7 separate regions of the Mus musculus genome follow, and regions 2, 3, 4, 5, 6 and 7 are each linked to region 1. The links are chromatin contacts, called in public HiChIP or PLAC-seq and promoter capture Hi-C maps. All regions are on one chromosome and are shown on one strand. Each heading gives the region's core, a stretch centred on a gene start, on an enhancer-like site or on the middle of the called end of the contact. The rest is flanking DNA. Distances are from core to core; before and after follow the strand shown. Region 1 holds the start of Kctd17 (potassium channel tetramerisation domain containing 17). Region 2 holds the start of Txn2 (thioredoxin 2). Region 3 holds the start of Foxred2 (FAD-dependent oxidoreductase domain containing 2). Region 4 holds the start of Sh3bp1 (SH3-domain binding protein 1). Region 5 overlaps Cacng2 (calcium channel, voltage-dependent, gamma subunit 2). Region 6 holds the start of Card10 (caspase recruitment domain family, member 10). Region 7 holds the start of Mfng (MFNG O-fucosylpeptide 3-beta-N-acetylglucosaminyltransferase).

Region 1 (3,570 bases), core at 662-3,161:
TCCCCCATCCAGCCTGGAGCATCACAGGCTACGCCTGGCTTGCCAGAGGCCAGGGAGGAAGGACGTACATTCCCAAAGGCTACAGATGTTTCAGGACCTGGCTGGCTTCCTTTTTACCACTTCCTGTTTCCCTGCCATTTACCCAGTGACCACGGGGGTCTGTCGGTCTTGCCGAGACCTGGAGAATGGGACTCCACTCTGGGACAGGCAGAAAATAATGGGGAAATGTAGCCACTGTCCTGGCTTCAAGACAATTTTTTTAGGCCTCCCCTGAAGGCTCCGGTAGGCTGTAGAGACCCAGACCAGCGCAATGGACCAACTCACCCTCCTCGGCCATGTCCTTGTCCAGCACCAATTTTCCATGCCTGAGGAAATTCAGGATGGGCCCGAAGTAGGTGGGGTCACGGTCAATGAGGTAGGCCCCGGTCTCATCCTGTGGAGGAGATGACCACAGGAAGTGAGGGGTGTGCAAGCTTCCCCAAGCCAGCCACCCCCACCCCTCCTAACACACACACACACACACACACATACACACATACACACACACACACATAAACTCAAGTCACCACAGGCTGGCTGGAAGAATGGCTACAGGGAGAGAGGAAGCAGGAAGAAAGCAGTAAGGATCTGGGTTCGAACCCTGCCTCTGCCTTTTCCAGGCTGTGTGACCTTGAGCCAATCATCTGGCCTCTGGAGCGTTGCTTCTTTCTCCCATAGTCAGAGGATTAGATGTGAGTATAGAGGGTGACCGGATTCCTGAGTGGCCCCTTACCTCTCTCTCAGCACAGGACCCAGTGAATTTCCCTCTTAGGAAAGTTTCCCTCTTGGAGGCTGTGTACCGCGCCCACCCCCACCCCCAGCCAACCCCACTATTCACTAGATGTTTGCAAGTTTCCAAAGAAGCTGCACTCTGATTGGACAAGTGCAGCCTGCAGGGAGGACTGGGATCTGGACAACCCAGCACAGAAGACGGAGACATCAAGGGACAGGGGACTCACCCAAGGGCACAGTGTAAGAGGGCCACAGAATGGGGGACAGGGGACTTTGACAAGCCAACTCCAGAGGCCTTGCACACTAGGAGGCCAAAGTCAGAGAGCAGGGAAGTTCCCCTCTCCTCCCGATTCCTCCCTGGTCATTTGGGAATTTGGCAGGAGAGCAGGGTGAGCCCACAAGTGATAGCTCCAAAGCCAGTGCTCTTCCCTACATTAAGCCCAGCTCCAAGACACCCAGGCCTCCTCCATCTAGTTCCTTGTACCCTTCAGCTGCCCACACCCTAAGGGCGGGGAGAAGCAGCCGCATCAACTCCTTTAAGAGTCAGCCAGGGCAGTAAGGCAGGCCCGGTTTGTTGGTCCCTCCCCAGCGCTCCACAGTAAGGAAGCGTCCCGGATCTGGGGCAGCTCTCCAAAGCTCTAAATGGCTGCGGCCTGTGCTGTCCCGTTGCCACGGCAATGGGTATAGCTATTCCTCTCGGCTCCTCTTCCTCCCCCTCCTCCTGCCTCGGCTCCCCGCCTCAGAATCCTAGGAAAGCCAGAGGCCGAGGGACGCGCAGGCGGGACAGCCCGGGAGCGCGGGGCCAGGACCCCCCTGTCAGCGGGCTCAGGGCTCACCCTGTCCGATTGAAGCTCTTCGCCCTGACACAGGCGGCTGAGGAAGGACTTCTGCTCCCGACACAGCGTCTGGCGGGTGGTCAGGAACACCGTGCCCCCCACGTTCAGCCGCACCCACTTGCCCCAGCCGCCCCCGGGGCGGCCGCCCGCCCCCACCGGTGGCGCTGCCTCCCCGGCCTCCATCCTCATCGCCGGCCGCGTTGTCTGCATCCTTCCCTCCGCACGCCGCGGGCGAGTACCAGGTGCAGGGCATGCCGGGAGCTGTAGTCTGGAGCCAGGGCTGGGATGCTCTGCGCTTGTCCTGGTGTTGCTCGGACAGCACGTCCCGCCCCACATTGCCTTTCTTGGTGATCTATCATCTGGTCTCTCCGTGTGGCCAGACTGCTTGGTTTGCAGAAGGCCCTGCGAAAACAGTGATTTCCTCATTGGCTATCCCCCCCCATTTGTTCTGCTTTGTACGGGGGCCCCAGCTGAGGAATACCTGACCTGAGAAGAACTTTCTTCCTCCAGAAATTCCTATATTTACCTGAACCTACTTTTAAAAATAGGCGCACGCGCCTGTGTGTGAGCATGTGCGTGTGTGCATATGCGTGCATGAGCCACATCAGCAGTGTTTCTTTTTTGTCCCGTGTGTGGCAAAGACCACGGGGATGAGGTATAGTCACCACCTCTTCCTAAATTCTTTGAGGATATGTAGTTGGGCTTAGGGCTGGCTGAACGTTTCTGTGTGCCAGAAGCTGTGTGAGCATACATATGACTCCTTTAAGCTTCCTGCATCCCTGCCGGGTTGCTCTGGATGCCAGTCTTGGTCTAGTCTGAATGCTACGGAGTCTGCTTAAAGAGTGAACGTTCAGAAGATGAAGTTCAGGTACTGGCTTCTCTGGTGCCACTTGGCTTCCATATGTGCTTGACCTGAAGCTTGGAGATGAGGCATGGATCGGCTCTACAAAGTGGGGAAGGGGAGTTTTAGAATAGCCCCCTCCCCCATGATGCTGAGATGCCCAGGCCCCCCAGATGCCTTTCCTTGATGGGAGTGTGGGGTGTGCAGCAGGACTGGGGAGGCTCCAAAGCTCTCAGCAAAGGAGGAATGGGCTTAGGGTTTGGAAATGGTCACTCTAGCATTGGCATTCAAGGTGATTGCTGGGCTAGCAGAATGGAGAGGAAACAGGGGAGGGGGAGGATCCTGTTTGGGGGACATGGTCACTGCTGTTCTCACCCCACTGTTCAGTGAGTTCCTGAGGACAGTTGTTCCTTTTAGGACAACACAGCAGGTACAAAAAGACCTGACTTAGGGATGGCCTAGTTTCACTTTCTGTTGATGTAATATTAACATCCTGCCAAAAGCTAACGTAGGAAGAAAATGGTTTATTTGGCTCATAATTCCATATGAGCTCTTTGCTATAGGGAAGTCTAGGTTCCAGGACCTCGAGGCAGCTAGCCACATCCACAATCAAGAGCAGAGAGAGAACAAATGTATGCTTGTACTCAGCTCACTGTCTCCACTCTTACACCGTCCTGGGCTGAAGCCTAGGGAATGGTGTCTCCCACAGTGGGCTGTGTCTTCCCACATCAATTAATGTAATCAAGACAATCTCCTACAGTCATGCCCACCTGATTCAGACAATTCATCACTAGCTCTCTTCACAGGTGATTCTAAACTGTGTCAAGCTGACCCATCACTGGGGAGGTGAGAGGGGCAAACCCCTTGCAAAGGATGGAGGTCAGATCTTCCTCCTTCGGGCTGCACATATACCTGTGATGTCCTCCAGGCAGGGCCCTGTTATAAGTACCTGGCCACAGACACCAAAAGCATCCATCAGAGATAAGTTCATTGAGCACCGTGCTCTCAAGACCACACTCTTGGTGTGCCATCGCGATCAGGGTGATGACGGCAGCCACCAGGACAGCAGGTACTGTTCACTGAGAGCTTTCCTGGTTCAAGTGGTGCCCACACATGGGCCGT
Region 2 (3,570 bases), core at 703-3,202, 500 kb after region 1:
TCTGACCCAACACCAGCTACTGAGTCGTGTTGAACTAGGCTGCCTTCCTGCCTCATGCAGATCTTGGATCATTACTCTGCGGGCCAAAGTGTTTGCACACACACACACACACACACACACACACACACACACACTTCAGGGCTGACGAAAGAGTGAGAAAAAGTGGGGATGCAGCTCAGCTGACAAAATGCGTGCTTAGTTCAGTTCCAGCACCACCTAAAACTTAGTCTGGGTTAAATGAGACTCTATCAAAGAAAGAAAGAAAGAAAAGAGGTGCAGAGGATGGAGGGGAGATGGAGAGAGAACAGAGGTAGAAAGAGAGGAGAGAAAAAAGAAGTAAGAAGACAGAGAGGGGGAGAGAGGGAGGACAAAAGTAAAAGAGAGAGGGCTGGAGAGATGGCTCAGTGGTTAAGAGCACTGACTGCTCTTCCAGAGGTTCAATTCCACCACATGGTGGCTCACAACCATCTGTAATGGGATCCGATGCCCTCTTCTGGTGTGCCTGAAGACAGTGACAGTGTACTTATATACATAAAATAAATACATCTAAAAAAAGAAAAGAAACAGATAACAAAACAATGAACAGAGACTGGTGGCTGTCAGTTGCAAAGACGAGGGCTGACCTCCACTGGAGCAGACAGAAAAGGGACCCAGAGACAGTGCAGAATCTAGTACCTAGTAGCACTTTTCTCAGAGAGCTCTGGGAGAGCCTTCCAGGCACAACTGCAGATGTAGAACACAAAGACGCCTCAGCAAACCACTAATTATTGAGAGAGTGGGTTAAAATAGGGTGGTAGATGGAGTCCATCTGCTGGGACACATCACATAACCCCTCTGACAGAAACCACTTGCTGAGGTGCGCAAAGATTCTCAACTTAGTGTCTATTGAACAGCCTCTCTGTGCTGGGCATTGTACCAGGTTGGCGCTAAGTATATGCAGATGAGACAACCACAAGTCCCTACTCTCAGAAAGAGACGTTGTCCATGTGTTCTGGAGGATTATAAAGCAGGCGCTAGTGAGAAGAAAGCAGTACTATTCAGAGAAGATAAGGTGAGCAGGTGTTCTAAGTACCCAGAGACAAAGTTCAAAGTGAGCAAAGGTATGGAAGGGAAGGTGGACAGCAACGTGTTCCCCGATCGTAAGGGGCTGGAATACTGGTTACAATATGCATAAATGAGGGACTTACACCTCAGTCACTCATGCCAGTGGGAATGGAGAGAAAGCCCTACACTTTACCTTGGATAGTGCTTCCTTGACAGTTCCAAAAAGTAAGACATGACAGTACAAAAGGTAAGGGCTTTAGAAGTACCGCCAGCCCTTAGGGGCAGAGGGACTTGCTCAATCATAAGAAGTTAGGTTGGGCAGAAAAGAATCAAAAACGGCAGAATAACCCCTTAATGCGACATGTGTACACACACACACACCACACACACGACCGGATCTCACGTAGTTCCTAAGTATCGAGGATGACTTTGAACTCCTGAGCCCTCCGGGGTCCTGGGATTAGGTGTGTGCCATCACACCCAGTTTACTTGGTATTGAGAAGCCAGGCTTTGGGTGTGCTAGACAGGAATCCAATTGAGCCATAACCCCAGCCCGGGAATCTCTTCCTTTTAACACTAAGCTTCTGTCGAGAACAGAGCTTCCTCGGCATTAAAGTGAACACAGCCTTCCAGCCCTTTCCAGAGCTCAGATCCAAGGGTGGGCAATGCCAAGAGGCGCAACACAGCAGGAGCTTGTTCCAAAGCCACTCCTTCCTTCCCGCCCTCTCACCCATCTCCTCCCTCACTGGTCCCACACATTTTCCGGTCCCTCCTCCACGATCCCATTCCTTCCGGTCGCGCCCCTTCAGCCCTACATTTTTCCGTCCTCCTCATTGGTGAAAAAAACCGAGCCGCCCCCAAGTTGCAGAGAAACGTCGTCCGCATAGTCTTTCCCGGAAATGACGCTAGACCTGCCCCTGAGGAAGTGACAACAGGAGTGCCCTTGACGGGCAGGCCGGCTGGGCTCTGCATCCCTCTGCTCGCACTGCCGGGAGGTAGGAGCCCTTGCGGGGTGGGCTGAGCCGGGCTGGCGGCGCGCTTCTCTGCAGGAAGGCGATCGGCAGGGGGATGCCCCTAGAGGGAGGAGGTGGCCTTGGCAGCTGCACGTCCTGTGCTCCCAGTCTCCCTGTCCCCCACCCTCCCCAACACGTGTCCATTCTTTGGGCTTCCCTCCGTACACATGCCACCCGCTTCACTTTGGTACCCCATGGCCGGTTCCTACGCCTCTCAGTTCCTCCTTCCGTAGTTGGGAGTCTTCTTCGCTCATTCTTCGACAGCTTCCCTTTCCTTAATTTCCCATAAAAACACTTTTTTAAAAGAATGACTGATAAAAATTTTACAGACGGCCTTGGGTTCCAATTAGCTGTACTTTAAAAACTGGCCTACGTTGGGCATGGCACTTAACCTACCTGTTGCCCTGAGTATGGACGGTATTATAAGGTTTCTTCAGAGTTGATCAGAGAGAGCCAGTGATGTGTGTGTGTGTGGGGGGGGGGGGCATTGGGCTATACACAGTGATGTAAGGCACTTGAGCCTTGTCCCTCCCTCCATTGACCTTTTATAATTCCACCTCAGCCTTGATTTCTTTTTGGCTGTCAACCCAGTTTTTCTGCCCTTCTAACTTAACGTCTATTCAGTGATGCTGACTCCTTACTCACCTCTAGATATTTTTTTTTTGTTGTCGTGGGGAGGTTTTAGAGACCAGGTTTTATTGTCTAGCCCAAACTGACCTTGCCTTATATCACCTGCCTCGCCTCCCAGGAGGAGGATTGACAGGTGGGCCCCACCACACCTGGCCTTTGAAAATCATATATTACAGTATTTCCATGCATCTTGCTTCCAATTCTGTATGTTCCCAACACCTCATTATTCCAGAATTCTTTGTTTTCCTAGTGTGTTGACTTCCTATTGCATGGCCCCAGCTCTTCCTGCCTCTTGCTCCCACAGATGGCTCAGCGGCTCCTCCTGGGGAGGTTCCTGACCTCAGTCATCTCCAGGAAGCCTCCTCAGGGTGTGTGGGCTTCCCTCACCTCTAAGACCCTGCAGACCCCTCAGTACAATGCTGGTGGTCTAACAGTAATGCCCAGCCCAGCCCGGACAGTACACACCACCAGAGTCTGTTTGACGACCTTTAACGTCCAGGATGGACCTGACTTTCAAGACAGAGTTGTCAACAGTGAGACACCAGTTGTTGTGGACTTTCATGCACAGTGAGTACTGGGGACAGTAAGAGATGGAGGGTCTTACTTAAGTATTTATTGAGGGCTCACTATGGCTCTCTACCATGTGTAATGCTTATCTACATACACTCATTATGAAGACTTTTGAGACCCTGTGCCTGTCCTTAAGTATGCAGTATGGTAGGAGACAGATTGATGGTCTTCCTAGCACACTAGGAGACATGCTGCCTCATGCCTACGTCCTGTATCTCAGTGCCCGAAAAGCTCAGAGTCTGCTCCAGTGTGGAACAACATCGTATTTTAACATCGAAACCCACTAAAACTGTGGGAAGGACTGGGCAAAACA
Region 3 (3,570 bases), core at 458-2,957, 470 kb after region 1:
CCTTTGAAACTCTCTCCAAGGACAGGGTGTGGTTGGGAGGTGGCCCTTGAGGAAGACATCTTCAGAGTGTCTGTTGGGTAGCTTACAAGGGCTGGAGAACATCTCAAGCCAGTCTGCACAAAGCAACGTGTCACGTAAGAACATGTGTTTAAAGGCTGTGGACTGAGTGCTCTGCTGAACACTTCAGTAATTGGCCTGCCTGCCTGGGCATTCTCACCTGCCCCTTCAGAACTGGGGTGTGAGTGGGAGCAGAGCTATGGAGAAAAGGAAACAGGATGGGGATTGCCTTACTAAAGAGGCAGGTTTCAGCAACATAATTGAACTAACTTAAAGAGGCCAGCAAAGGATGCTGAGCAGAAACCTTGGCGTTTCTGAGAATCTCAGACTTGGAGCAGCCCTGACTGAGATTTTAATGTAGAGTGCAAACAACATAAAATAGTGTGACAAATGTCTTGGGCTTCAGGAGTGGCCCAGAATCCAGATCCCTTGGTCCAATCCACCTACAAGAAGCTCCTGTAGCCCTGCGCTGTGGGCTGTAGATCAATGGCTGGGAATCCTGCACCTTAGCCAGGCGTGGGGCTCCTGATCATTCCATTTCCATCACCAAAGGCAGACCAACTTTCTAGTTCCTTTTGGTGCCTGCCCATCCTCTCCACAGTATCTATGAAATGCTCGGCTTTATTTTCGGTGAGATACCTTGTCTACCCAGGATAGCTCCAAACTAAACCTGTGGGCTGAGGTCTCCACAATGACAATAAACTAAAGTTTATGTCTGCCCCCAGGGCGGATTTCTTTAGTGCAGGCTCTAAAGAAAACACCAGCATTCCGGGTGTGCTTTCTTTCACCAGGAAAATCATAAACGTAAATTTCTAAGGGCAAATGAGGGAAGCTGCAAGTGGGCGGGGTTCCGATTAGGCTTCCAGGAGCAAGGCTCCTTTTTAATGGGAAGCAGCTACAGTCACGCAAAGCTGGTAAAGTCCTTCCCAGATGTTTTTCCTAAGAACCCTCAGCTTCTGCATCGCCTTGTGAAGGTCGCTATCCTTTCCTCCAAAAGGCACACAGTATTCTAATTAGCCAGGTGAGTAACTTGGTCTAGGGAGCTAGCCTGAATATTCAAATCCTCCTTCCTACACAGAATTGCAGTTTGAGCCTCTGGGTTGGGGAGTTTGAAGCAGGATTTCACACAGTCCTCTTGTCTCAGTCTCACGATTGCTGGACATACAAGAGTGAGCCACTATGCTGTCTCAAAACCCACTTAGCTTTATCTTTGTTTTATGCAAACCTTGTCACTTTGTATTGACGAGTCAGTTACAAAGTGCTGGGAATCGCTTCCCTTGGCCACCCTTCGTACAACTGAACGATCAAGACTCTAAGACAATAATTGGTTCATCTGTCTTGGCCTCTCCTCAGTCCCACAAAATTGACTGGCCAATTAGGTTCAGTCTTCTACAGTAATAAAGGGATATAAATGGCAAGGTTTTCTCCAAAAATCTCTCATCTTCTGGCACAAGGATTAGTACAAATCAAAAGGAAGGGCCAGGCGTCCCATCATGGACCTGCTGTTCCCCAAGGCACCTCTACCCTCAGAAACAGCGCTCACAGCACGTGTGCGCCACTCGCGCCCCGGCCGCCCCACCAGTCCCGGCGTGCTGCGCGTGGCACACGTGACCCGCCCCCTGCTATTGGCCCGGAGTGGGGAGGGGCGTGGCCGCTGTGGCGCGAGTCAGCCGTAGCTTCCCTCCACTGCAGCCTGTCGTGGGAGCATCGCTGGGCTACCGGTGGCGGCAGCGTGCGGGTCGGAAGCTCAGCCTGGGGACCGCGCACGCGCCAGAAGCAGTGCGGGATAGCGGAGACCGCGGCAGGTGTGCTGGGGCATCCTCACGTGATCCGGGGGGCTGGGGCGGGGCCTTAGAAGCCACACCTCCTTCAGGGTCCCGTACCCCCACCCCCAGGGTGAAAGGTGGGTAGACCAACCAGAACCTCTGAAGGGTCCACCTGGGAAGACCTCCTCCCAAAATGCAGGGCACATCCAAAATGAGTGGAAATTGGGGAAACTGCCTCTCCTTTGGGGTGGAAATTACCATGACAATAAGGGAGTCTGACACCCTAGGAAAGTGGACTATGGAGATGAGCTGGGGATTCAGAATTCCTGTGGGCCCTTGATCCTACCTGAAAGAGATGGAGACGGGATAGATGAGCCCCTAGGTCCCGGGGTTCAGTACTAGCCCCGCTCCAGATCCCTGGGAGGCTCAAGCGCCTGGTTTCTCGTTCCTCGGGAAAGCCGGCTGTCACCAGCTGCCAGCCACGAGGTGCGAGGCCTCTCCTCTACTGTGCTGCAGGATGGGTCCCTCGGGGCTGCTGGTGGCCCTAGCCTTGCACCTGGCAGTGTGTTCCCGTCCGCACCGGGACTACTGCGTCCTGGGCGCCGGTCCTGCGGGCCTGCAGATGGCCGCCTTCCTGCATCGAGCCGGCAGGGACTACGAGGTATTCGAACGCGAGTCCGCACCTGGCAGCTTCTTCACTCGCTACCCGCGCCACCGCAAGCTCATCAGCATCAACAAGCGGCACACGGGCAAGGCCAACGCCGAGTTCAACCTCCGCCACGACTGGAACTCGCTGCTCAGCGACGACCCACACCTGCTCTTCAGACACTACTCGCAGGCTTACTTCCCCGACGCCAGCGACATGGTGCGCTACCTGGGTGACTTCGCGCGGCGCCTGGGGCTCCATGTGTTATACAACACAAACATCACCCATGTGACCCTGGACAAGGATCCACAAGCCTGGAACGGCCATTACTTCATTCTGACGGACCAGAAGGGCCAGGTTTACCAGTGCAGGTAAGGAGCCTCAGGACACAGCCGAATTGGCCTCGAGATTGGAGAGAATGAGAAAGGGGCTACTTCTTGCTCCCAATGGGGTTCAGTGCCAAGCAAAACTTTTTTAAGGTGCGTCCTTACAAAGCTGTGGCTGAGTATGTTTGGGGAAATCTAGCAATTTATCGTACAGGATTTGCCAGGCTCTATTGCCTTCGCCATGGTCCTGTGGTGTTGAATACTGCCTGTGAGCTTAGCTTATAGCCAGCAACCCATGCAGGCAGGTCCAGCCTTTTGACACTACTACACTACATATTCTTTCTTTCACTACTACTCTTTCTTTCTCTCTCTCTCTCTCTCTCTCCCTCCCTCCCTCCCTCCCTCCCTCCCTCCCTCCCTCTTTCTTTCTTTCTTTCTTTCTTTCTTTCTTTCTTTCTTTCTTCCTTTTTCCAAGACAGGGTTTCTCTGTGTAGCCCTGGCTGTCCTGGAACTCATTCTGTAGACCAGGCTGTCCTCGAATTCAGAAATCCACCTGCCTCTGCCTCCCAAGTGCTGGGATTAAAGACATGTGCCACCACTGCCCGGCACCTTTTTATATTTTCATTCACAGGCTTCAAGTTCTAAAACCATGCAACCAAGTTGTGAAACACACATATACACAAATCTCATATTTTAAGTAAGTTTGCAAGTTATACTGGGCCATAATCATAGCTATCCTGGATCCCATGTGGCCCAGAGGCCACGGGTTGGACAC
Region 4 (3,570 bases), core at 541-3,040, 470 kb before region 1:
ATTCCCACCCCATCCTTCACCACACAGGTCTCTCCTCCCAGAGACCCCACTTACCACCCGCTTGTCCATGTCAGCCCCGCTTTGGCCCTGCAGACAGGCCTGCAGCCGTTTGTGAACATTGTGGGCTGCTCGTTTAGCTGGCTCCAGCCGTTGCTCTACCTGGGAGGTACAGGGGCGGGGCGTGTGAGGACTGTATACTGTGTCTCCCCTAGAACAAGAATCACTTTTCTCTTCCCTCCTGGGCCTTCCCTGGCCAGCAGGGAATGACACAACCAGGCCCTTGACTGCTGTCCCCGCCTGCCAGCCTCTATACTGACAGCCTGCATGGGCCTGCCTCCCAGCCCAGCCCGCCCAGGCCCAGGCACGTACCTGCAGCAGGTCCTCACCCAAAAACTCGGCAGTCTCCGGGGTGCTGTGGGGGAAGGGGGCTTTGGATGAGTCAGTCTGGGTTAGGGAACCCACTGCCTCCCTCTAACCCCTGCACATGGAACCTGAACCCAAGATGCTTCCAGGACCCACCAAGCCTGGGTGGCCCGTCCACATCGTAGCTGGAGCACATTCCATGGTAGTTAAGAGGATGCATGCCTGCTTCCTCCTCCACCCAGGGCTGTGTCCTGGGAGAGGGTGGACCCATGACACCGAAAAAAGCAGGAGGGAGCTACCCAGGGCCCAACTTCGGGACAGAGGAAAAGTTTCTCATCTCCCCATCCCCCTAAATAGTTTGCCTGGCCCGGAAAGAGGAGGCCTAAGCTGGCCCCCAGAACGGGAAGTGTGGAAGCTGGTCTCCGGGGTGGCCAGGCCCACAGGCATACGACATTGGACTGCAGCTGTGGGCAGGTCTGGGGACTCTGCCCAAGGATACATAGGGACATGGGTTCAGGGCAGAGTGGCTTGGCTTCGTAGGTACATATAAGTGTTTGTGTCACTGCAAGGTCTGGATCAAGTTTCTGGATACACGGTCACCTCTCTGGGCCCAAAGAATGGGGAACTCCCAGGCTGGGGAAGAGGGACAGAAAGAAAGGCTCCGAGAAACTCCCCAAACTTCCGCTCCCATAGTTTTGGGGCTGGGAACCGAGGAGACCAAGGGGTGTCTCTACCTGAGCCTACGAAAAGCAGAAGCAGGACCAAATGGCAGGAGGCCCCTGGGTTGGGGGAGGGGACGGACACCCAGAGCAGAGCAGGCCCCTCCTCCCCAGGCCAGAACACTGCCAGTCCCTTCCCCCAGGGTCTGGGGCCCCCGATCGGCTCCGTTCCTCCCCTTCCCTCCAGTTAGAGGTGGCTAACTGTTCCCATTGTCCGGAGGGGACAAATGAGGTTCCAGGCAGCGTCTTGGCTCAGGACGCATTCTGCTCTCTGCAGCAGCCTCTCCAACCGGGAATGGAGGTGCCTTCCCCCGCTCCCCCTCCACCGCCCGCAAAAGCCAGCTATGCTTGTGCGACCACAGTGACTTCAGACCCCAGGAAACGAGGTCAGGGCTCTGGCATGCCAGAGGGCCGCTGCCTAGATATCTTCGACCTCTGTGACCAGTTCCCCACTCTCCTGCGCTCGCTCAGGTCCTGCGAAACGATAGCACGGCTAGAAGCGGGTGACACTCACCGTCCCGAGCTGCCCGTGTGGGCCAGCTGCCGCATGCGGTGCAACTGCCTCTTCATCATCTTGGGTCCGGGCAGGGGGCCGAGGAGTCACCTTGGGGGTTGAGGCTGGCAGCCCCCGGCCCAGCCTGCTTCCCCGCGCGCTTCGCCCCGGATGGGTGGGCGGCGCTCTGGCTTCCTGGGCCGGCGCGCTCCTCTGGCTGGTGCTGGCGCTGGCGCGGGCGCTCTCCTCCCCCGCTCACGACTCCGCCCCCGGCCCCCAGGTCACTCCTTTCTCCAAGTTTGGAGTCTCTCTCTCTCTCAAGTTTGGAGTCTCTCTCTCTCTCTCTCTCTCTCTCTCTCTCTCTCTCTCTCTCTCTCTCTCTCTCTCTCTCTGCTTCCGGGCCTCAACGACCCCCGGGTTGTCCGACCCGCCTGCCGAGTGTCCGTCGGTCTGTCTCTCTGAGGTCCGCAGTTGAGTGCGGGCTCTTCCTTCCCGCAGCCTGTCCTGTCACCGCGGCGGGTGGCGGGAAGCAGGTAAGCTGCTCCTGCCATCACCGCCCTGGGTATAAACAACCTTTGCTCTCTTAGAGGGAAAGGAAGGCTGCCTAGAAGGGACAGGCCTTCAGGACCTGTGCAGGCCAGTCACTAGGGGATGCTGCCTGGGGACTTCTTCTCCACCATACTATTCCCTGACCATCCCCCTTGCCTGCTGGACCACTGGCTCAGAACTTGGGGTACCTGGGACTACCAGATACTAATGTCCTTGGATCAGTCCCCAAAATTCTGCATTCATTGTGTATAGTAGCTTGGTAGGACAACTGTCCTTGTCCAGTCTATGCCACAGGGTAAACAAGATACCCTGGTCTGCTTGGTCTGCTCGTCAGCCCTTGAGGTCCTGTCACTCTACACTTTAAAGAGTCCCAAGCTTTGACCGCTTCCCCTATTTGTAAAACTCTTTCTCATTTCTTTTAGCAAATGTCCCAGGCGCCTGCCCTTCCTTCTTGTCAGGCCTTGATATGTATGGGTGCTGCTCTGAACCCCCAAACCCGATTTTCTCTTTGAAATGTTCCGCTGAACACCAGCCTGAGCATACAATAGGTGTTCATAGCTACAGAGCAAGAGAGCCGGTGGGCAACTGCAAGCTGACTTCAGTATGCACCCTTCAGGCTTGGGAGGGGGAAGGGTGACTACAGGAAGCCCTGTGCACCACACCAAGCTTTGCTCTCTTAGTTTCAGTTCAGAGCCATACCACTTGAGCACCTACTGTGTGGGGGTAGAGAGTTGGTGTGCTCCTCAAAGACTTCCCTTTGCTCCAGACATCTCTGTGTACCCAGCACAGGTCTGGCACATGGTGTTCACTCAGCCGCTTTCCCCATTTAAGAAGTCCTATCGAGTGTGGGAGGAGCCCAGAGGGGTCCCAGCAGCTGCTGCAGCCAGAACATACTGGCCAGGAACAGCCACAGCCTCTCATCAGTGGAATCCTGGCTCTCTGATGGGGAGTTGAGAAGGCAGAGCAGCTTCCTTGTCTTTCTTTTTCCGATGGGAAGGAAGGCTGCTGCCCAGTGTTTGGAGAAGAGATGGCAAAAGATTCTAAAGAGGGGGCTGGAGAGATGGCGCAGCAGTTAAGAGCACTGACTGCTCTTCAGTGGTCCTGAGTTCAACTCCCAGCAACCACATGGTGGCTCCCAACCATCTGTAATGGGATCTGGTGTTCCCTTCTGGCCTGCAGGCATGCATACAGGCAGAACACTGTATACTTAGTAAATAAATAAAAATCTTTAAAAAAAAAAAAAGATTCTAGAGAGGTGTCAGCCTTGGGGAGATACTAGAGTGGTATAGACCTGGCCTCCTAATGGGTAAGACAACATCTTGCTTCTAGTCCTGGCCCTTTTTTTCTCCATCCTCCCGGTCCTACCCAGAACATTTTTGCGTTTCAGTTTTCCCTGATTTGGCAGTGGGTACATTCTACCGGATGAGCCTTAGGACGATTCCCGCT
Region 5 (3,570 bases), core at 739-3,238, 430 kb after region 1:
GGTGAGCAGAGATGCTCAGACAGCTGTCTTCTGAACCTGAGTGATGGTCTCTGCCTCCACACACAACAGAATATGGAGGAGTGCCTGGCAGAGTGCTCCCCAACACAGTCAGTGCTCCCCAAGTAGCCCCCTGTGTCCCCAACAAATCTCCCATAAGGCATTACAGAGAACAAATGGGTGCTTGACTATATCCCCAACCTGAGAGCAGCCTGACTCACCTTCACAGTCACCCTGAGGCCAGTATGGCTATTTCCCTGTCACACAGATGGGAAAGCCAGGCACAAAACACATAGGCAGTGAAGCGGCCTGCTCTTGCTCGCTCTCTCTCTCTCTCTCTCTCTCTCTCTCTCTCCTTTCTCTCTCTGCCAGTCTCTCTACATCTTTCGCTTTCCAGCACACACTCACACACACAGACACACAGACACACACACACACACATAAACACTCACATACACACACAACTTCCATTACCCATCCACTTTTATGGTGATTGGCCACACTAACCAACTGGAACAAGAAGGGGGTAAAGGCAGGGTACAAGAGACTAGAAAATTCCTCCCAACCTAGCATGTCTGACACATGAACCCATTAAAAGGGATCAAGTCCCAGTGGGTTAACACTCATAGATTTCAACACTGTGCAGAAACTGAGGAGTTACCCTCAGTGTGCTAACCACTGTGACTATTGGTGTACAAGCCAAGAGAAGACGGTGCTCTGACCTGGAGGAAGGATCCTAGGGATACAGGGTGATCACAAAGTTGGGGTCCACAGGTATCCCCTAGTACAGTGCCAGCAGAGTACAGACCTGAGGCCAGAGAAGAGAAAGAGAAACAGAAGGGCCAGCAGCAGGCCGGATTTCCTATACCCCTGTTTCCTGAGTGTCACCCACCCACTCTGCCAGATGGAGAAAAAGAACAGCATGGCCTCTGAGTGCCGCTACCCACCGGCTGTGCCCACCCCCAAGAGCAACTTTTCAGTGTGATGGCCCTAAGAGCTGGCTCCCTGAGGCCCAAGATCATAACCATGATTTGCCAAGAGGAGCAGGCAAAGCAGACTAACAAGAGAAATGTTGGCTCGAATTACCTAATCCTTATTCATCCACGTACCCCAACTCACCTCTGTCCCACTGAGACAAGAGGCCACTTCCGAAGCATGGCCCTTCCCCATCGGTCAGGACATTAGTCACTTCTGCCACCAACACAGAAAACACGAAGTTAACTTTGGTATGCCTGTAAATCCCAGCACCCAGAAGGCTGAGGCAGGTGGATCAGAGTTTGAGGCCAGCCTGGGCTACACAACTAGCCAGTCTGCGCTACAAAGACCCTGTCAAAGGGGGAAGGAAAGAGGTAAAGAAAGAGAGCCATAAAGGGCCAGAAGGCTCAAACACTTAGCTTACAAAAGCACCCTCGAGTCTCCTGGTTGCTGCGGCTTGTGAGAGAATCCATTGGGATTTACATCTTCTCTGGACAGTGGCTACACACTGGGGATCCCCAAGCCTCAGGTATTAGGGCTAAGGACAGGAATTCCTCCTCTGTGTCTATAAAATCCACATAAACGGCCTAACACACATGGCTTTTCTGAGCCCCAGCTGTCTGCTCTACAATCCATGGATGTAGCCCAGGAAGACTTCAAACTAGGGATGGCTAAATGTGGAGATTCTCCTTTCCCTCCTCCTTCCTCCCTCCTTCCTCCTCCTCCCCTCCTTCCTTCTTTCTCCTCTCCTCTTCTCACCCTTCTGGCCTGGCTTCACACTCCAAAGTTTATTCTCTCCTTGTCTTCATATAGTTTTTCCAGCCAGCCTGTAAGTCTAAAACCACAAGGGGAAAAAAAGTTACCTTCTCTCTCCCACTTAGCCGCTTGAGACACCCAAGAGTCTGTTAGACTAACTCCCCTCTGCTGGTAACCTGGAGCTCGCCCACACTGGAGCAGCCCCATTGCTGTGGGCAGCAGCTTTCCCCTCAGGCCTGCAATCTTGCTTGACTTTGTTTCTTGTGATGCAAATCAGATCCTCTACAGCCCTCCCAGATCTAAATGCCCGTGAATTCCTTTGCTCTGAAGACAGAGGCACACTCTTTTACCTTGACCCACAAGTCCCCTCGTGACCCAGGAGGCTCCACCTGGCTCTGGACCAGGCCTGAACCTTCTCAGCTTCCTCTCTCATGGGTCCTCAAGTCCCTCCACGAGTGCCTGTGAGCCTGGCCCTGTCCGTCACTAAACAAGCCACTTGTCCTACACACCACTTGGTGCTGTCTCTGTCCCACAGACACTCCTAGCAGCTGCCTCCGCTCTCTTGAGAGCTGCTCCCCACTAATCCATATCGCTCTCTCAGGGAAGCTCACCCTGATCCAGCTCAGAGAATGTACGAAGCCCAGGCAGGGGAATGCCATGTGTTAGACGGACAGGCCTGAGATCACAACACTTGGACAGACAGCCAAACTTTTCTAGGCCTCAGTTTCAGCCTCTGGACAATAGAAGTAAAGTGTTCTTCATTGGCTGAGGAGACAGAGAAGGCCTAAAACTGTGTCTGTCACACACTCAATCCTCAGGACATCTCACACACACACACACACACACACACCACACACACATATATACACACACACACACCACACACACACATATACACACACACACACACACACACCACACACACATACACACACACACACACACACACACACCATGGTGCCTCATTGGTATCTTTCTGTTGGAATATATAATCCTGGCTCTGTTACTATTACTATTATTATTATTCTCTAATCTTTTTTACAGTCCAGTCGCTATTCCCCTCCCGGTCCACCCTCTGACAGTTCTTCATCCCATTCCTCCTCTCCTGTCTCCAAGAAGATGTCCTCATCCCCGCCCCCACACCACCAGAACTTCCCCCCTCCCTGGGGCCTTAAGTCTCTAGAGGGTTAGGTGCTTCTGCTCTCACCGAGGCCAGGCCAGGCAGTCCTCTGCTGTATATGTGTTGGGTGCCTCAGATCAGCTAGTGTATGCTGCCTGGTTGGTGGCTCGGTATCTGAGAGATCTGGGGGTCCAGGTTAGTTGAGACTACTGGCCTCCCTGTGGGGTCGCCCTCCTCCTCAGCTTCTTCCAACCTTTCCCTGATTCAACCACAGGGGTCCTTGGCTTCTGTCCATTGGTTGAGTGTAAGTATATGCATCTGGCTCTTTTGGCTGCTTGTTGGGCCTCTCAGACCAATGGTTGAATGTAAATATCTGTGTCTGTCTCAGTCGTCTGCTTGTTGGGCCTCTCAGAAGACAGCCATGCTAGGCTCTTGTCTGTAAGCACACCATGGCATCAGTAATAGTGTCAGGCCTTGGAGCCTCCCCTTGAGCTGGATCCCAATTTGGGCCTGTCACTGGACCTCCTTCCCCTCAGTCTCTTCTGCATTTTTGTCCCTGCAGTTCTTTTAGACAGGGACTCTGTTACCGTTTGATGATATATATCTCTTTCATCAGAACACAGTTTGGTAAAGATGGGGCAAAACTTGTTTTCATACACCCCAGAACTGGTACAGGGGGTGTCACTCCAACAAAGATCCCTCTGTCTCAGATAAACATCCCT
Region 6 (3,570 bases), core at 697-3,196, 370 kb before region 1:
GTGTAAGCATGTATGATGTGTTTGTAGCCCTGTATATGTGTGCATCTTGGTGTGTCTGTGACTAGTAATGCATCTGTGTCCACGTGAGTGTGTCTGTGAAACCAAGTGTGTGCCTGGGAGTAAGTGTATGACCACGTGTGCACATGTGAGGTGTTTCAGGATCTCTATAGCTTCTTTAAGAGCAGGCTCTGGGACCTGCTGTGACTCTGTGACACCACGCCCCCCCCCCCCCCCCCCAAAGTCTGTTAGCTTACAAGCTAATTCCTAGTTTCAGTGCCAGATTCCTGGCCCTGGTTTTGCCTCTGATGAGAGAATAATTAACTAAAGACTCATTTTCCAGGGTTTCCTTCCCATTATCCCGGCCAAGAAAAAATATTCACAGGGCTGCGGTAGGGTGGAGCGGCTCTTTGAGGGAGGAGCTGCTCCCTGTGAGAGCCAGAGTCAGGGTATCAGGGTCAGCAGAGGAGAGGCGATCCTTGGGAGGGAGCCTAGTGTGAACCGAGCCTGGGGAGGGGAGAGAGGCCAGGGCGGATCCAGTGTGTGGCAAGTTCTTGCTCTCTCTGGGCCCCTGCTTCCTCCTTTGTAAAGGGATAGGTTTGCATTAGAATTCAGTCCTTTCTACAGAGCTGCTTCTGCAGGTGAACTGGTGATACTCCAAACAAAACCAAGTCAGCAAAAGTCTGTGGTTCTTCAAGGCTGGGAAAGGAACTAGGTTATGTAGGTAAACTAGTTTCTTTACTGCAGGGGCTGTTCAGGGGTTGTGGTCAACCTTGTTTCCTTGGGTGAGTGATGCATCTAATTCGGAAAGTATGGGTGGCTTTGGGGACCTACACATCTTTCCAGATCCTCTGTGTCCTCTTAACCCTGTTCTCGCCACCCCGAGGGCACTTTCCAGTGCCCAGAGAGCTTCTAGCATGTGACTACAGGACCTTATTGTGGGAGTATTAGTCTCCAAGGCAGAAGGGAGTTTTGACGCTGCCTTTTCAAATGTAATTGATTTTAACCACACTCCCTCCCACCCCGCAGGAACGGCCATTTAGAAATGCAAGCATCCTGGTCCCCGTGTGCCATCAACTTGACTCAGGAATGAAAGTGCAGTCAGTCTGGACACTTGCAGGGACTGACTCCCTTCTTTGGAAAGGTGCCCATGACCCCTCCCCTCTGCTGCCCACACAGGCTGTCCTGGGCTTGGTGAAAGATGTGAGCTCTTGGCAGCGTGTTCGGGAACACTGAGACTGTGGAGGGGCAATTGTCCAGGTCACCGGCAGATAAGAGGCCTAGCTGGGAACAGGATGCAAATGAATGCAAAGCTGAGACACACACAGAGAGAGACTCACAGCTGACCGGGGCTTTCAAGTGCCTAGGCACAGGGTGTTTGTGGGAGGGAGAGGCACGTGAGTAGTCTGTCTCCGGTCGAAGTCCTGCTCAACACTTGTAAGGCCATTATCCCAGAACATGGACACGTGTGAAAGTTCTGCTAGCTTCTGAGGCCCTGTCCCACACTTTGCAGATATTTCCTGAAAGACAGATATGTATTATGTGACTTTCAGCAGAGTGAATATACCTACCATGCGAGTTTAAGTGGGAATGATGGGGCTCTGTATATGAGGTCCGAGCCCAGAGCTCGCTAAGTTGGTGTGACCTGTTGACTTCAGGGCGTGTGTGGCTAGTGGAGCGGACACTTGTCGCGTTCAGGGTTCCGGGTGGCCAGCTGCACCGGGAGTCGGGCTTGTAGAGGGTGCAGGCTGGTGTTGTGCTCATGGTGGGGGACAAGGTGAGCAGCAGCGGCGGCAGTGGCCCTGGCGGTGGCGCGCGGGGTGTGGGCGCGCGCGTGGCGGCTCCGCCCCGTCGGGGGCCGGGCAGGTGTGGGAGGGCCGTGCGGACCCCGCCAGGACTGGCCCGGAGAGCCGGCGGGAAACAGGAAGCGGGGGTGGGGGGTGGGGAGGCGCGGCTGGCCCGCAGAGCGGCCGGGAGGACGACCGGAGCGCAGCGGGTCGCGGGCAATGTTGGGTGGCCCGGGAGGCCGCCGGGCTGGGGGCGGAGCCAATGACCCCGAAGGCACCGCCCCGTCGCGCCTCCGGAGCCGTCGGCCGAGCACAGAGCCGGGAGCTCAGGGCAGCTGCAGCGCCCGTGGTGAGTGCGGGGAGGACACGGGCGGGACAGCAGCGTGGGGACGTGAAAGGACGCCGACGGGACGCCCGGGAGGACGCGGGCGTGACCTCTCGGGGACCCGGGAGGGTGCAGGCAGAGCAGCTTGGGATCCCGGGAAGACGGAGCCCGACAGCGCCGGGACCCGCGGGCGACGCCCAGGTGCGGTGACCGCGGCTCCGTGCCCACCGTGCTTGTCGCCCGCAGGCTCGGAGGACGCGGCCATGCAGGGCCGGGCGGACGCGGGCGAGGCTGACGAGGAGGCTGGGGCGGGTTCGGGGTCGGAGGCCGAAGAGGACGCGCTGTGGGAGCGGATCGAGGGCGTCCGGCACCGACTGACGCGCGCCCTGAATCCGGCCAAGCTCACGCCGTATCTGCGCCAGTGCCGCGTCCTGGACGAACAGGACGAGGAGGAGGTGCTCAGCACCTACCGTTTCCCGTGCCGCGCTAACCGTACCGGTGAGCCCGCCGCCAGGGGTTTCCTCTCCCTTCCTAGGCCCGCTCCAGAGCAGACAGCTGGATGTGGTTGCCGGTGCCGATGGCGACCCCTGTGGGATCTTTACTGTGCTCTTTGACCTCTCTGGTTCTCTCTGTCCCATTTGTGTATCCCTTAAAGAATCAGTTTTTCTCAAGAGCTCAAATCCGGGCTCAGTTCTCCGAGGCTCCTCTCCCACTGGGCGTCTTTGTACCAGGACTGTCAGAGGGACTAAAAGTATCAGGGAACTTAAGTCAATGAGAGCATTTTGCCTGGGAAACGCAGGCATCCGATGCCCCCGGGCATGCGTAACGTGTGTGTGTGTGTGTGTGTGTGTGTGTGTGTGTGTGTGTGTGTGTGTGTGTGTGTGTAGGGGTTGCTGGGGACCTGCTCCAGTGCAGGTGCTCTGGGGAGGGTCTGGTGTTCCTAGCCAGGGCAGACTGAGCTTTGCTCCCTGATGTGTTGGGACAGGCCCCGGTGTGTGTCACAGCCCAAAAATCTGGGGAACGTAGGCCCTGGAGCATTGTCGGGGTGGAGAGCAGGGGCACTGGGGGAAGACCTCATCCTGACCCCTGTCACAACCTTTACCCTCAGGGCGCCTCATAGACATTTTACGCTGCCGGGGCAAGAGGGGCTTCGAGGCCTTCCTGGAAGCCCTGGAATTCTACTACCCAGAACACTTCACGCTGCTCACTGGCCAGGAACCTGCCCAACGCTGCTCCATGATCCTTGGTGAGCAATCTCAGTGGGTGCCCCATCCTTGCCACCAGAGCAGAATTTTCTTACCCCAACTGCACTGGGGGTGGTGGTGTCTGTTTTCACTATACCCATTGGACAGATGAAGAAACTGAGGCACCAACTGCAGAAGTTTACCCAGGGCCCCAGAGTTCAGAGTCCATGTGCTTAACATGACTCTCTCTCTCTAATCATCTTTATGAATGGTATGG
Region 7 (3,570 bases), core at 342-2,841, 340 kb before region 1:
GTTTGTTCAGTTTGTGGGGAGGGTCATATTTCCTTGGCTCCTCCCAGAGACGCCCGCCATCTGTGCTGGAGTCACCTTACCTGCCCCAGTGCCAGGTGGGGGGCCCTCAGCCCGGCCTTCCTCATCAACAGAGTGTCCTCTGCTCAGGTCACTTGAAGCCAGGAGGCCAGGAGTGGCTTAAGGAGCCTGGCAAATTGTGGGTGTGTGGCTGTCCCCAAGAGACAGCCCCCAGAGTGAGCATGGTTACCTCCGGGGGAGCAGTCTAGAGAGACAGACTGGAAGAGGTGTCCTTGGGCTTTGAGGTTAGAATTTCACTTACAAAAATGTTCACTGTGTGTGTGTGTGTGTGTGTGTGTGTGTGTGTGCGCGCGCGCATGCAATAGCAAGAGTGCACTGTGTATATAAGGTTCAGGAGCCGTTCTCCCTTTTTGTCATGTGGGTCCTGGGAATCAAACTCAGGCAGTCAGCGTGTCAGCAAGCTGCCTTTTCTGCTGAGCCCTCTCACCTCTCACCTGCCCCGAGATCCCTTTAAGGAATTTGCTATGGTGATGCACACCTGTCAGATGTGCATGCACACAACTTGCTGTGGCAACACACACAAGGCCAGGGAACAACTTGCTGGAGGGGGCATGTCCCTGGGAATTGAACTCAGGTCCATCCACAGGCTTGGTGGCAAGCACCTTCACCTGCTGAGCCATCTTGGAGTCCCTCACCATCATTTCGTAAATGATAGAGGTATCTTGTCGACAGCCATACAGCCAGGTTGTGGCCCTAGCTGGGATCTGAACCCAGCCCCAAGCCTAGGCTTTTCCTTGGTGGCACTGTTCTGAGGAGGTGAGCTGTGAAGGGGACAGGCTGAGGCTGACACCTCATTGTCCTAGTGCTCCAGGAGCCTTTAGCAGGCTTAGATCCATTCACAGCCACCAAGCACTTTCCTGTGCTTAATTAACATAATTAACAAGTATTGATCAAGTGCCCAGTATGTACCAGGTACCGTACTGGGTTCTGGATAGTCAACAAAAGAGAATACCCCCTGCCTCAGTAGTATCATAAGTAAGACAATAAATATGTAAAATACACCATACAGCAAGAAGTTAGAAGGGTCTAGGCTTGGGGGCTGGGAAGGAGGGCTGTTTAAAATGGGCAGGAAAAGCCTCATGGCAGAAATAATGTCTGTGTAAAGATTCAAAGAAAGCAAGAATCTAGGCAGCATGCTATGGTGGGCATGGCCCTGTGATAGATGTAGGCCTGATGCATGGTGGATGATGGGAAGGGCCAGCAGGAGGGAGAATGAGCCAGGACCTGAGGCTGGCTGGACAGGATCCTGGCTATTCTAGGAGCCAGAGAAAGGACTGTGAGGCATAGGAAGGCTGGAGTGGCTTCTTCCCACCTCGTGGAGGGTTTGGTGTGGCTGCAGCAGCTGGCAGGGCCCTGTGCCTCTTCCAGTGGGTGGCTCCCAGCAGCTGCCTCTGGGGCTTCCCAGGCCTAGCCCCGCCCCTCGGGCTGAGGCAGGGGCGGGGCCAGGAGCTAAGTGGCCCGGAGGGAGGGCTGAGGAGCAGGTGGCGGGCTGGTGGCCTCTGCCGGCTGGCAGGACGGTGGTGGCTCAGTCTCTGGGTCCAGAGACCCAGCTTCCTCCTTTCCCGTTGGTGTGTGCCCCCGATGCCTGCCAGACTTTTGCCTGTACCAGGGCCCCCTCCTGACCAGCCTCCCACCCCAGACTGATTGGGGAGTCGGGGGCTGAACTGTCTGGGGGCCTGCTACCAATGCACTGCCGACTTTTTCGGGGCATGGCGGGAGCCCTCTTTACCCTCCTGTGCGTGGGGCTCCTGTCTCTACGATACCACTCAAGTTTGTCCCAGAGGATGATACAGGGCGCGCTCAGGCTGAACCAACGGAACCCAGGACCCCTGGAGCTGCAGCTAGGCGACATCTTCATCGCAGTCAAGACTACCTGGGCCTTCCATCGCTCCCGCCTGGACCTGCTACTAGACACGTGGGTCTCCAGGATCAGGCAACAGGTGACAGGCGGGGGCTGCCTTGAAGTCTGAGAGAGCACTCCTGGCTGGGGGGCTCCCAGGGGTCTTCCTGGTGGTCTGGGGAAAAGCTGACCACCAGGGAGTGGTTCCTTCTGGGGTCTCTCCACTTCTTCCGTGCCCACCCCCATCCCCACTGCCACACTCCAGGGCCTCCTTAGACTCACAGGTCTATCTCTGTTGGGTTCCATGTGGCACCTCTGTCCTAGGCTCCTCTTGGGTCCCCCTCATCTCCTAGATTCTTGACCCTAACTTGCCTGAAGATTCTGGTGGGTGTTAAGGTGAAAACCCACCAGGACCGAGTAGCTGCGCACCTCAGCTCTGGGCATGGATGGGGCTGTGTGAGGCAGGGGTGTGATGTGGATGCTGGAGAGACATGGAGGTGGGGCCTGCTTGAGGGAGGCTTCCTCTCAGTTCCTGCCCTGCTGTGCTGCCCAGGGTGTGAGGGCCCTGTCTAGCTTCTCCGTTTCCTGTGCTGTGGTTGGGATGGGAGGCAGTGGGTGAGGTCGTGTGGGCTGGAGGTCAAGGTGAGGGGAGATCTGCCAAGGCATATGGAATGTGTGTGTGTGTGTGTGTGTGTATACCTGTGCTCATACACAGGGCTAGGCATGCTAAATACAGTAATAAGAAGGCATGAGAGTAATGAGTGTGTTTCCTGAAAGCAGAGTCTCTCTCCCCATACTCAAGACCCCATCAAGCAAAGCCAGGGATGGGTGTGGGTATGGGGGGCATTGGGGACCACGTCAGGGGAGGTAGCAGAACTCATGCACTTGTGCACACACACACTATGTCCCCATGGTGGCTGCTGGCTCTGTGAGCGGAAGTGACTGAGCCTTTGGTGGGGAGGCCAAGGAGAGGAGGTAGTTTAGTGAGGGAGAGGTGGGGGTACCTGAAAAGGATGCCCTCCCCCTCCCCGTTTCCTGGCATAATGTCCGGTACAGGCATGAGTTCTTCCCTGGTAGAGCTCCCTGTAGCCCCCAACCCCTCCCCCCCAGCCTCCCCCCTTCTTGTCTGGAGGAGACCGTGGTTCCTCCACGGAAGCCAGCAGGGCTGGCCCTCCGCACAGACCTTCCTGTTTATGAAGCTGCGTCTGTGTGTACCAGGGAGTAAAGCCTCACATGGTCCCTGGCGCTTTCCTGTCGTCTTGCTCACGGCGATGGTGCCCTTGCCCTGAAAGGAAGGGCTGGCCAGAGTCACCCAGGAGGCCTATGGGGCATAGCACAGAGGTACACCCTCTCCGCTTCTCAGCTGGGCCCCTTCTCTACCAGGTCTCAAGATCAGAGCTGCCAGGGTTACTGGGGTACGGCCGGTCCAGGGCCACCGGCTGCGAGGCTGGTGCCTAAATGTGTGTCCTAGGTTCTCCCAGCGGCCAATCAGGCACCCAGGTCCAAGGTGCCAGCTTCTCTAAGAGGCTACACCAGGAGGCTTAAGCTTGCTGACCACCTGCGTGGAAGGTTCTGCCTCCCCATCCTCAGTGAGGCAGGAGAGGTGTTGGATTCCCCAGCCAGAGCCAGGGAGAAGGTTCTGGAAGGATGGT

What was found. Promoter capture Hi-C pulls out the DNA fragments that hold promoters and counts their contacts. HiChIP or PLAC-seq counts read pairs in DNA pulled down with a chosen protein or histone mark.
Region 2: a promoter capture Hi-C map of hippocampal neurons shows a contact between it and region 1, with 8 times the contacts expected there. The contact joins the promoter of Txn2 here to the promoter of Kctd17 in region 1. A contact is called at or near these places in 17 of 39 promoter capture datasets (the 3T3-L1 cell line, 3T3-L1-derived adipocytes, the C10 cell line and 11 more), 4 of 484 Hi-C or Micro-C datasets (the N1E-115 cell line, cerebral cortex, cortical neurons and 1 more), 6 of 115 datasets of contacts at active chromatin or transcription factors (astrocytes, embryonic stem cells, forebrain and 3 more) and 1 of 9 other capture datasets (embryonic stem cells).
Region 3: a promoter capture Hi-C map of hippocampal neurons shows a contact between it and region 1, with 4 times the contacts expected there. The contact joins the promoter of Foxred2 here to the promoter of Kctd17 in region 1. A contact is called at or near these places in 6 of 39 promoter capture datasets (the 3T3-L1 cell line, the C10 cell line, hippocampal neurons and 2 more), 5 of 115 datasets of contacts at active chromatin or transcription factors (embryonic basal ganglia, embryonic forebrain, forebrain and 2 more) and 1 of 9 other capture datasets (embryonic stem cells).
Region 4: a promoter capture Hi-C map of neutrophils shows a contact between it and region 1, with 2.0 times the contacts expected there. The contact joins the promoter of Sh3bp1 here to the promoter of Kctd17 in region 1. A contact is called at or near these places in 1 of 39 promoter capture datasets (neutrophils) and 1 of 115 datasets of contacts at active chromatin or transcription factors (pancreatic cancer cells).
Region 5: a contact with region 1 is called in an H3K27ac HiChIP or PLAC-seq map of embryonic stem cells, with 4 times the contacts expected there. The contact joins the enhancer-like site here to the promoter of Kctd17 in region 1. A contact is called at or near these places in 1 of 39 promoter capture datasets (pre-B cells) and 4 of 115 datasets of contacts at active chromatin or transcription factors (embryonic stem cells and forebrain).
Region 6: an H3K27ac HiChIP or PLAC-seq map of epiblast stem cells shows a contact between it and region 1, with 2.1 times the contacts expected there. The contact joins the promoter of Card10 here to the promoter of Kctd17 in region 1. A contact is called at or near these places in 2 of 39 promoter capture datasets (hippocampal neurons and pre-B cells), 1 of 484 Hi-C or Micro-C datasets (bone marrow-derived macrophages), 2 of 115 datasets of contacts at active chromatin or transcription factors (epiblast stem cells and pancreatic cancer cells) and 2 of 9 other capture datasets (adipose tissue and liver).
Region 7: a contact with region 1 is called in an H3K27ac HiChIP or PLAC-seq map of embryonic stem cells, with 3 times the contacts expected there. The contact joins the promoter of Mfng here to the promoter of Kctd17 in region 1. A contact is called at or near these places in 8 of 39 promoter capture datasets (the 3T3-L1 cell line, 3T3-L1-derived adipocytes, the C10 cell line and 4 more), 2 of 15 datasets of contacts at CTCF or cohesin (the NIH/3T3 cell line and large pre-B cells), 1 of 484 Hi-C or Micro-C datasets (group 2 innate lymphoid cells), 5 of 115 datasets of contacts at active chromatin or transcription factors (embryonic forebrain, embryonic stem cells, large pre-B cells and 2 more) and 4 of 9 other capture datasets (embryonic stem cells, liver, macrophages and 1 more).

Annotation. Positions count from the first base shown.
Region 1 is chr15:78,426,905-78,430,474 of GRCm38.p6, reverse strand. Kctd17 (potassium channel tetramerisation domain containing 17) reads right to left here and starts at 1,911. Exons shown (of 8, transcript NM_001289671.1): 1 at 1,608-1,911; 2 at 325-433. The coding sequence starts at 1,817.
Region 2 is chr15:77,927,376-77,930,945 of GRCm38.p6, reverse strand. It overlaps Txn2 (thioredoxin 2), which reads left to right and starts at 1,952. Exons shown (of 4, transcript NM_019913.5): 1 at 1,952-2,039; 2 at 2,992-3,254. The coding sequence starts at 2,992.
Region 3 is chr15:77,954,859-77,958,428 of GRCm38.p6, reverse strand. It overlaps Foxred2 (FAD-dependent oxidoreductase domain containing 2), which reads left to right and starts at 1,707. Exons shown (of 9, transcript NM_001017983.2): 1 at 1,707-1,862; 2 at 2,340-2,840. The coding sequence starts at 2,341.
Region 4 is chr15:78,897,988-78,901,557 of GRCm38.p6, reverse strand. Sh3bp1 (SH3-domain binding protein 1) reads right to left here and starts at 1,790. Exons shown (of 18, transcript NM_001316684.1): 1 at 1,597-1,790; 2 at 370-412; 3 at 55-159. The coding sequence starts at 1,655.
Region 5 is chr15:78,000,034-78,003,603 of GRCm38.p6, reverse strand. All of the region lies in intron 2 of Cacng2 (calcium channel, voltage-dependent, gamma subunit 2), which reads left to right. Among named protein-coding and RNA genes, the nearest start is that of Gm46520, 11 kb to the left of the region's middle. Within about 2 kb of position 1,988, at least 13 of the 459 cell types and tissues checked have an H3K27ac peak or open chromatin away from gene starts, as enhancers often do. A contact at or near this core is called in embryonic stem cells, where this site is marked.
Region 6 is chr15:78,801,418-78,804,987 of GRCm38.p6, reverse strand. Card10 (caspase recruitment domain family, member 10) reads left to right here and starts at 1,946. Exons shown (of 21, transcript NM_130859.2): 1 at 1,946-2,133; 2 at 2,356-2,607; 3 at 3,218-3,355. The coding sequence starts at 2,004.
Region 7 is chr15:78,771,466-78,775,035 of GRCm38.p6, reverse strand. It overlaps Mfng (MFNG O-fucosylpeptide 3-beta-N-acetylglucosaminyltransferase), which reads left to right and starts at 1,591. Exons shown (of 8, transcript NM_008595.2): 1 at 1,591-2,018. The coding sequence starts at 1,764.